2 separate regions of the Cricetulus griseus genome follow, and region 2 is linked to region 1. Evidence: chromatin contacts called from public Micro-C data. All regions are on one chromosome and are shown on one strand. Each heading gives the region's core, a stretch centred on a gene start, on an enhancer-like site or on the middle of the called end of the contact. The rest is flanking DNA. Distances are from core to core; before and after follow the strand shown.

Region 1 (4,894 bases), core at 1,097-3,596:
TTCAGAAGACCTGAGTTCAGTTCCTATCACCCACATTGGGCATCTTGCAACAACTCCAGCTCCAGGGGATCGGATGCTCTGTTCTGGTCCCAAAGGTTACCTGCACTCAGAGATACAAACTTATACACAGAGATACAAACATATACACATAAATTAAAATATTTTAAAATAAAAACATAATGTGCTAGAAACTGTGTTACTCACCTGCACTTCATCCATTGGAAGATGAAGAGCTCACTTTTCTGAATCAGAAATAAGTTGAAAATTTGACAGGGATATTCCAATTCCTTTGTTCTCTTTGTTACTCCACAGTCCTCTGAGCAGCCAGAATCAGTTTTCTGTAGTAGTTCCTCTTCTCATTGCTGCAACAAAACACCTGACAAAGCCCCCTAGGACTGGAAGACTTTGTTTTGGCTCATGCTTTTAAGGCTATGGTTGGAAGGCACAGCCACAGAAGCAGGAAGCAGTTGCTCACCTCGCATTTGTAGTCAGGAAGCAGAATGCTGGATGCTCAGCTTCCTTCTCTGTGTTCAGCCCAGGACACCAGCCTGTGGAATGGTTCTACCCACAAATAGGGCCACATTCAGGCGAGGGTATTCATTAGACTATGGCACCTAGGCTGCCATCTCTTAGGATTAACTACCCATTTTTTTCTGCGTGGTGGGTGTGGTCAGATCAACCCAAAGCCATCCTTGCTTGACAGGCTCAGTAAAGAGGACTGAATTAGCAGATTAAGTTGTCTACTTTGAGTGTTAAGGAAAACTTAGCCTTTTGATGTAATGTTTTGTGTTTTTCTTGGTGGAGAGTTGAGGTGAGGGTGTAGATCTAGATAGAGGCAGCTAGAGACTTGTTCACTTCTTGGCTTAGTAGTCTGGTGCCAAGTGTGTAGCAAGCAGCTTTCTAGGGAAGAAAAATGCTGACAATAGAATTTACAAATAGCAAAGTGAGCAATTCTCTTTATTGGGCATTTTACACTGGTCACCCTCATAGGCTGCATCCCTGGTTTTATAGAACTCATGTTCAGAACTCAGCCCAGGGTTCTATCTGCTGAGTAACTGTGGCTCCTGGTAGGAATATCTGCTGGTGTTTGCCACTGTGGCAAGAATGTCAGCTGGCCAGTGCCTTTATATGAAGCAGGAAAGATTGATAGACTTCTCCTCATCAATGAAGAAAGTAATCTTCCAAAGTAGACAATGAAGAAAATTTCCTCAAGTTTAAGCTGCAGCCACACTAAGTTCAGGCAGGACTAAGCCCCCACCTCCATATGGAATGGGCTTCAAAACGCCAGCTCATGCACTAGGATTAGATTCTGGTCCCACTGCCATGGGTCTCACAAGCAGACCAGGCTCCCCAGCTGTCGGTCTAGAGTCCGTGAGCTCTCACAAGTTCAGGTCAACTGTCTCAGTGGGTTTCCCCATCATGATCTAGCTCATATAACCCCTCCTCCTTCTTCAACTGGACTCCAGGAACTTGGCCTGGTGTTCGAATGGCCTCACCATTTTCTTAAGTCCAGAGGCCATCAACTTTTCAAGCCCTGATATACTCCCTCCATTGGCTCATCCCCATAGTGTAAATCATGGCATTATTGAATGTGTAACTGGACAAATAAAATAAGAATTAGCACACAAGCAAAGATCCAATAGATGTAAAACTGCTCAAGAACACAGGTAAATGATTAAAGTGTGAACTTTGAGTATTTATTTCTGTGTGATTTGCTTAATCCTGAATTCATATCATTTAACTTTTAGTAATAACTTTGTTTAACCACCAGCTTCCCCATGATGCTAGGGAAACGAGAACACAGAATTTGCTTCTGTGTTGTTCTCTTTAACAAAGAGCTCCAGAGCCTCACCTCTGGAGGTAAGTAAGTCTGAGGTGAGACATGGCTACCTTTCAAAACAAAAACCAAACTCTTTAGGGAGTCATGTTGGGCAACCACATTTAAGAACAGAGTCCTTCTAGCCACATCAGATCACCATGGTGCACTGAGAGGATGTGAGGGAGGAGCCCTAATCATGATAGGCTCTTTCTTCTTCTGGTCTTGTTTGCATATATTGGCTCCTTTGGGAATCGTGGGATAGAGAATGGAAAGGGGCTGACATTGAAAAGGGTTCTTTGTAGCACACCCGGGGACTCAGCTGCCTATTTCTATTATGGTTGGCATAGAGCATGTTTGTTAATACCACTATTATCCTACAGAAGTTTTAAAACAAAAAAATCAACCCAATTTCAGTTCCTAACCAGAAGTTAGGGTCAGGGGCCACCAAGGAAGCAGTACCGAATGTGAAGGGCTTCGGGCTACTTAGCTGGAACTGTGAGCTTGTTGGCTGAAGCTGGTTAATGACTCATGGGGAAAGTTTTCTCTATCAGAGGCCCACATTTTTATGTCATTGTTTAATAATGCTCAAGGGCAAAGCATGATTGGCTTTTGTGTTGGTGTGGTGTTTGTACAATGAATGAAAAAGAATGGTGGCTTCATTAATTGTTTAAAATTAATACATGGCCACCTAAAGTTAGAAGATATGAATTAAGAACAATGATTGCTTTTGCTTTTTTTTTTTTCAAGAGAGTATTTTCATTATGAAAATATTCAGAGAAAGTTACTTAGAGACTACCCTTTAGATATTTTCAATGTTGCTTTTTAAAAAATCCTCTTGTATAGGGTTGGGCTTGATGGCACATGCCTTTGATCCCAGCATTTGAGACGGAGGCAGGTAGATCTCTATTAATTTGAGACAACTGTTCTCCATAGAGAGTTCTAGGACAGTCAGATCTACATGGACCCTGTCTCAAAAAAGAAATATTCTTGGATGTTTTCAGAAATTTACCTGCTACACTAGACCTATATTCAACACATAGCATCCAAGTCTGTCTCCTAACCATAATATAGAAACTGTGGCTCCAAGAGAATATTAGGGCTAAGTGATAGCCTGAGCATGTATTCATGGTCTGGGGAAATGATTCACTTAGAATGGGAGGGCTTGACTTCAGTCTTCTAGCACTTGTGTAAAAAAGCTGGGCATAACTGTACACACACACCTGTGATTCAAGAGCTGAGAAGTGGAGACCAGAGGGTTCTGAGGGCTCACTGGAATCATTGTTGCCAAACTGAGCTCCAAGTTCAATAATAGACTATCTCAAAAAGTATGGTGAAGAATGAAAAGTTTCTACACCCCATAAGCCTCTCCACCAACACAGCAATCCAAATCAGACCAAATCAAACCGAATTAGAAAAGGCCCATGTTTAATGGATACAACGCTCCTGGATGGCCTTCCAGACCCCCCAGAGAGGAGACAGGAAAGGGAGACCGGAAAAACCACCAGTCTGTTTTCTGGGGGACAGTTTAAATACCCTGTGAGAGTGGTCTTGAGTATCTCTGGGGGAGTGCCATCCATCATTTGGCAGGGTTTCTGAGATGCAGCAGGGTTTGGAGAGAGAGGGGGGAGAGGGGCTTGGGTGGAACCTCCACCATAACATTCCAGACTCTTTGGGTATATGGATGCCAGGGGCTGGGTGGAAGCTTCCACCATAACAAAGAGCAATACAGGACAGCCAATGTTGACCTCTGGCCACAAGTGCATACCCACCCATTCTACACACATGCCAAGAAAATGGGGGCGGGGAGTATATGTTAAGTAGTAACAAAGCAAACAACTTCTTAGGCTCAGAGGTGCCTGGACAGTGTGACTGAGCTGGTAATTTTAAAATTGCATTTGTGGTTCCTTCACTACTAATGAAAGTCACTAATGAAACTTAAGTATCTTAACTTGCGTGAAAGTTTTAAATTCCTTTTAAATCCCTAAAAAGTCAATTATGAAATGTATATGTAAGGGAAAATATTACAGGTTGCTGGGGGAGCAGGGAGGCACTGTGCTGCGACATCAGATGAAAGGACAATACAACCCTAAATGAATTTGACAGTGATTTTTTATTTCATTTGGTTGACATTTGCTTTATTTACTTACATAAATGTTAATTAACAAATAAGGAGACTAATAGTTTGAGGAGCACATAAAAATATATATGTGGGGAACTGCTAGGAGTCTAGCTGAGTGATTACCAGGGCCTATGATAAACCTTAGGCTCTCGGGTGCCCCTAAGCTCTGCTGCAGTTGCAAGTCACAATAGGATGTGATTAGAGCATGGCTTGAGGTTATTGAGGTTTCATTTCTTTTCCTTTTGTAGTGAATTTCCATTTAAAAGCATCCTTAACTCAGTGACTTCAGGACCTAAAAGGGAGAATGTCTAATGACAACTCTTGGGCATACAGAAGGGGTAGGAAGAAAAAACTGGTGATTGGTTTTATGAAGTTGACACGGTGTTAATGCTTAGGCAGTTTAATCTACTTCTTTTTATTTCAACTTCTTCAGTCTAGAAATTCTGTAATATTCTACACAATGAAGCTGTCACGGAATAGGTATGGTGATCCTTGTATGGTCCCTTCTATCCTATATTTGATCTGTCCCATCTACAAGTATCAGTTACAGTGTTCATCATCAGAGTCCTTCATTCCATGACCTTGTACAAATGATCGCATCCCAGGAAACTTCTAGGGCAGACACTACCCTTTGACCTCCTGTAGATGACAGAACAAGCACAGATCTTGTTGCTTTTCCTTATGACTGGGTCTCATGGAGCTTCCCAGTCTGGCTTCAGACTTGCTATGTAGCCAAAATTGACTCCCACCTTCTGATTCTCCTGCCTCCTCCTCCCAAGTCCTGGGATTGCAGGCATACACCACCATGCCAGGTTAGCATAGCTCCTTGAGAGCCTGAAGGTCAGTCTCCTGAGTTTCTCCACAAGTTTCAAACTCTCTCTGTACTGGGCTGCTGTTACCGAGGCCAAGAAATAATGTAAGATAGTGCCAACAGGGACTCACAATCTTCCTTTAGT
Region 2 (4,894 bases), core at 746-3,245, 110 kb after region 1:
AACACCTCTCTTGGGGTTTCTTATTGGTGTTCCCAAGAAAATACTGTGAATTTTTTCTTCATATTGCTGGGCTGGTGGTGTTCTAAACACACACACAAACACACACACACACACACACACACACACACACACACACACACACGGGTACACGTCATTCCTTATCAGCCAGGATATCACACCCATCTTATTATTTAAAATGACTTAGTATTTGCATATAACCCACACATATTCTTCTAATCACTGCTAGATAATTTGTAATACTTAATACAACGGAATGATGTGTATTATGTATGTGATGCATAGATGTTAACCCATGTTGTTCACAAAATAATGAAAAGCAAAAAGCTTACAGATACTAAGAACAAAATGCATTTCTTATGAATATTTTGATCTATAGATGCAAAAGGCTGGCTGAATTATTTTCTAAGCATTTTAATAGTTATTAAGTGAGTGTGTATAGATTTATGCCATGGCATGCATGTAAAGGGTAGAGGACTATTTGCATGAGTCACCATGTGAGTTCCAAGGATTGAACTTGGGTCACATGCTTGGTGGTAAGCACTTTACCACTGAGCCATCTTTCCAGGCCTGCCTCTATTTTACAGTACATTTCATATTGTAAGCAGCAGCTGGCTTGTGACTGTAAACCAGTGCCTGGAGACAAACAAGGTTTGGCTTATCTTGATACCCTTGGGCACTCATTACATGTTTTATGAATAAATGGATGGACAGGTGGCTGGGTGCATTTCTCTCACCTTTTCAGTTTATTTCAATGAATCCCAAAATATTACTTTCCCTCAGAAATTCTGCTATGATTTTTTCAGGGTCCTGCCACAGGCATGTTTTCCATGCATCTCATTCAGCAAAGATGTTCACTTCAGATTCACTTTCAGTAGTTCACATTAAAAATAAACACTGCTTTTGATGTCCTAATTGTGACTCACAGGGTATTAGAGAAGATAGGGAATTGTGATTTAAAATACGATTTCCCCCTGCTTTCGAAAAGCCCTGAAATATTTCCCTTGAAGGATATGGCAATGCGCACCCCTCTTTGAGATTTCTCAGGGAAGAAATAAATGGCAGTGTATTAAAGTTTGCAGCAAAGAGGGCATAAATGCAAACAAGAAAGAAGTGACAAATGTGTAAGTGGATATGAAGCTGGACAAAATGATGGAACGGGACCGTGTACAAGCATCAGCATGTTGGGGGATGGGTGGGGAAGACGGCGGAGGGAGGTGAGCTTGGGATTTATGGGATGCTGGATGAAAAGTTGTGCTATAGATAAATGGAAGGCTTGGTGATGGATGGGGTATGACTAGGTTAGTGCATATGAAGGAAGACAGGGGAATGGGGGAATCCCAGAAGGATTTAAGGAACTGGTAGGTTAATTAGTTAATTTGAGATCATGAATGAAGTGTGTTTGTGGGTGGGTGGAAGGACAGACAGCCTCCTGGCATGGGAGGTTGTCAGCATGGACTTGTAGAGTCCAATATGACCCCCAAGGGGTCAGATATGATCCCCATAACTGGTCATCGCTAGGTTTCCCTGAGCAAAGAGCCACTGAGAATTTTGAACTTCTCTCAGAGGGAAAGACGAGTGGGCACTCCCACAAATTCCCCACTTTTCAAATCCACCCTGGCTTGGAAGGCACTGTCCTCTCTCCCAGCAGGGTCTCCCTCTTGTCTCAGCTCCTCCCTAGGAGACATCCAGCTTCCTGGGAAACCTAGACAGTCATTCTCCAGCCAGGTTCCCAGAAGTTTAGCGGCAAAGGAGAGACCTGAGGCTGAACTCAGAGGGGTGAGGTCACAGGACTCAGTCATTCTCCTTGCCCCAGGCAATGATCCCCAAAGGCAGGAGGGCTGGCCAGAGAAGGAAACCTGTGGAGTGGCCTGGGGGTGGGAGGTGGGCAGACAGGGGCGGCAGCAATTCTCAGCTGCCCGGGAGAGTAGGGCAGGGTCTCCGAGTCAGCAGCGAAAGCAGACTGGTGTATCTTTAAACCTCCGTTGGCTGCCTAGTCACAGCCCCCTCGCTTTGGGTGTGTCCTTCGCGCGCTCCCTCCCTCTTAGGTCACTCTTTCAAAGCCTGGAATAAAAACGGCAGCCAACTTCCGAGGCGGCCTCATTGCCTAGCGGCCCCCAGCCTGTGACAGGTTCCATCCATCCTCCTTGCCCCAGCTCCCTGCGACCCTCTTTAAGAGGCGACTAGATTCCTGGGTTCTATCCCGCACACCATGGACAAGTTTTGGTGGCACGCAGCTTGGGGACTCTGCCTCTTGCCGCTGAGCCTGGCGCAACAGCAGATCGGTGAGTGGCCCTAGCCTGGGCAGCGGGGATGTGAACGCAGAGTGCTCACTCCAGCAGAACGGCCCCTGGGCTGACCCCCGGGGAGGAAATAAAGTGAAGTGGGCTCAGCAAAGCAAAGCTGGGTTTTGAGGCTACACAGTTTTTGAGGGTTGCTTCTTGGGATGCGCCGCTTTGGTGAAAGGAAAAGAGAAAGGGAGAAGAAAGTTGGCTGGGCAGGTTGCCCGCCGCAGATTTTGGGCGAGGTCGCTGGCGCTTGCCGGAGCACATGGCGCAAAAGTAACTGTACTCTTGGACACGCAGCCGGTGTCCGGACTAACAGGCTCGGGTGCCCAAGGGCTCCGCAAGCAGGGCCAGGCTTGTCGTGGGTGACAGGGCAGAGCCAGGGACTGGGGCAGAGCAGTAGCGGAGATCTCTAGAGTAGTCCTTAAGGTGGCCACAGAGTTGTAAGTCAGAGAGCCTGCAATGAGCTTTTCAGAAAGGAGCCCCAGAAAACTAAAGACAGAGAACCTCGGCTTAGATTGATTTTGAGGGCTTTTACAGTCTGCTTTGGTCACCAACTGCTTTAGTTTGTGGGAACTTGAACCGGCGCTGTGTTCAGGCTCTGAGAGCCCAAGAGGTTCCAGCCTGGGCCAAGGAGGGCACATAACAGAAGCAATGATTTGACCAGCTGTCTAACGCTATGGTCCCCTGGTTCTGCCAGTCTTGGCAAAATCAAAAAGCAACACGGCTCATATTCGATGCCTGGCAGCTTCAGAGTAAGAGGGGACCTGTATCAGGGTAACACACGAACTTTAGTGCAGAGACCTTAACATCCCATCTAAATGAAGTTGGTGACTTTGGTGGCTGTGGAGGGGAGGAGCTGGGGTCAGGTGTTCAGTATGGCTCAATTCCAAGCATTCCCTTCCTTTGTCTATATATGAACAGATAATTCCATGAACCCTTTGTTTAGCACCAGCACAGTTAATTTTTTTTTAAAGAAGTGTCAGCTAGGTTAAGTCAGCTCAGCCTACAGTGAGTTCCTCTCAGCAAGAATTTATTAAACCCAGGTTTTTTTTTGGGAGGGGGTGGCCAACATGGGGATTTTAGGTATGCCAGGTAGAGATCATAAGTTTTGAATTCTGATGCAGAAGTAATACAAATAATAAGAAGAATAGCAACATGACTCTATTGGCCGTTTATTTGTACCCTTTTGCTGTGCCAGGATCGATGTTAGGTATTTCACATATGCTATCACATTTTATCCTCCTGGTGATTTGGTGAGAAGTGTTCAGGTATCAAGTTTTTTGTTTCTTTGTTTGTTTGCTTTTTTGGTAGGGAAACAGGCTCAGAGAGGTTAGGTAACTCCTCATATTCACACAGCAAGGAGTGGTGCTGGGTATGAACTCAGGTTCATTAAATTCCATAGCTTAGACTGTCATGGAATATCTGAACACATGTTCCGGACAAAGCCAAAAGACTTCAGGGAAAGAGGCATTCTGGCCCGCTAAAGCTACAGAGGAAGCTTTCAAAGGGAATCAGAGCTCCAAGGGGCCCTTGGAGGTCAGAAACAGTCAGGATGGGTGGGAGAAGGGCAGGGAGAGGCCTGGACCTAGAGTCCAAGGAGAGGAGAAAGGTTGGACATCCACACCTTTTGCTGTGGCTGAGAAGCTGAGCTTCTGTGTTTTCCTAGATTGTCTTCCGGCTGTTCAAAAAAGCCTACTCCCAGGTCTTTTGGATCCCTTGTGCTCCCTGGGAGTCAGGTCCTAGAGACCAGCAAGCTCTCTCCTGCCTTGGGGTTTTCACCTTCCTGTTGTATCTTGTGGCACCAGGAGAGGCAGGGCAGAGGGCCCCTAGTAGTGCCTGCCTGGTTTTCATGCCCTTGTAAAACTGTTGCAAAGGAACCGAGACTCGGAAATGAGATGTGACTTAGAGGATGTGGGTCTGGGTGGGCAGAGCCTGAGGAGAAAGGGCGGGGCAGAGAAGAGAGGCATCCGAGTTGCCCCATTCTGGTAGTGACTGGTTTTAGGAGATGAAGAAGCTATGAGATTGGGCAAAAGTTTTGCTGGGCAGGGGCGGAGTGACAGAAGAAACTGTCCAGTGTTATATCAGAAGTCAAAAAGTAGAAACATGTTCTGAGGTAGCCCAGCGACCCTAGGTACTCTGTGCAATGCAGGAGAAAGGGACCCTGGACAGAAGGGAATGAGCCTCCATGTGCTCATGTCCTTTCCTCCATGGCCAGAGAACATTGCTAGGAAATTGCATTTCCATTGTTGAGAAAGAGGGGTGCATTTGAGAATCTTGGGGCTCGGGAGCCGAAGGTGTCTCTCTGCTCACTCAGAGCATTCTGGATACTTCTTTCCATTAGCAGTTAGGGTCCTGGCTGAGTCTTCCCATGTGAAGAAATAAGGACGTGAGATCCATCCCCACTGAAGTTAGACTTGATTCATTCTGTTATTCCCCTGCTCACATAGGACATCTACTTCCTTCCAAAGTAGTGATGAGCTGATGTGCTGGGGACTCTGGCAGCTGAGGGAAAAAGTTTCTATTTTCTGCCAACTTCCCCCTACACAGGAGGGGATGCTGGACCACATGAAATTCCTGGTCTATGACAG

What was found. Hi-C and Micro-C count contacts between places; a contact is called where the count stands out from the background.
Region 2: a contact with region 1 is called in a Micro-C map of the CHO-K1 cell line, with 2.9 times the contacts expected there. The contact joins the promoter of Cd44 here to the enhancer-like site in region 1. A contact is called at or near these places in 2 of 8 Hi-C or Micro-C datasets (the CHO-K1 cell line and fibroblasts).

What each region holds. Positions count from the first base shown.
Region 1 is chr6:74,652,260-74,657,153 of CriGri-PICRH-1.0, forward strand. No RefSeq gene overlaps it. Among named protein-coding and RNA genes, the nearest start is that of Mir1343, 50 kb to the left of the region's middle. Within about 2 kb of position 2,347, at least 2 of the 6 cell types and tissues checked have open chromatin away from gene starts, as enhancers often do. A contact at or near this core is called in the CHO-K1 cell line and fibroblasts, where this site is marked.
Region 2 is chr6:74,762,186-74,767,079 of CriGri-PICRH-1.0, forward strand. It overlaps Cd44 (CD44 antigen), which reads left to right and starts at 1,996. Exons shown (of 19, transcript XM_027422375.2): 1 at 1,996-2,303. The coding sequence starts at 2,231.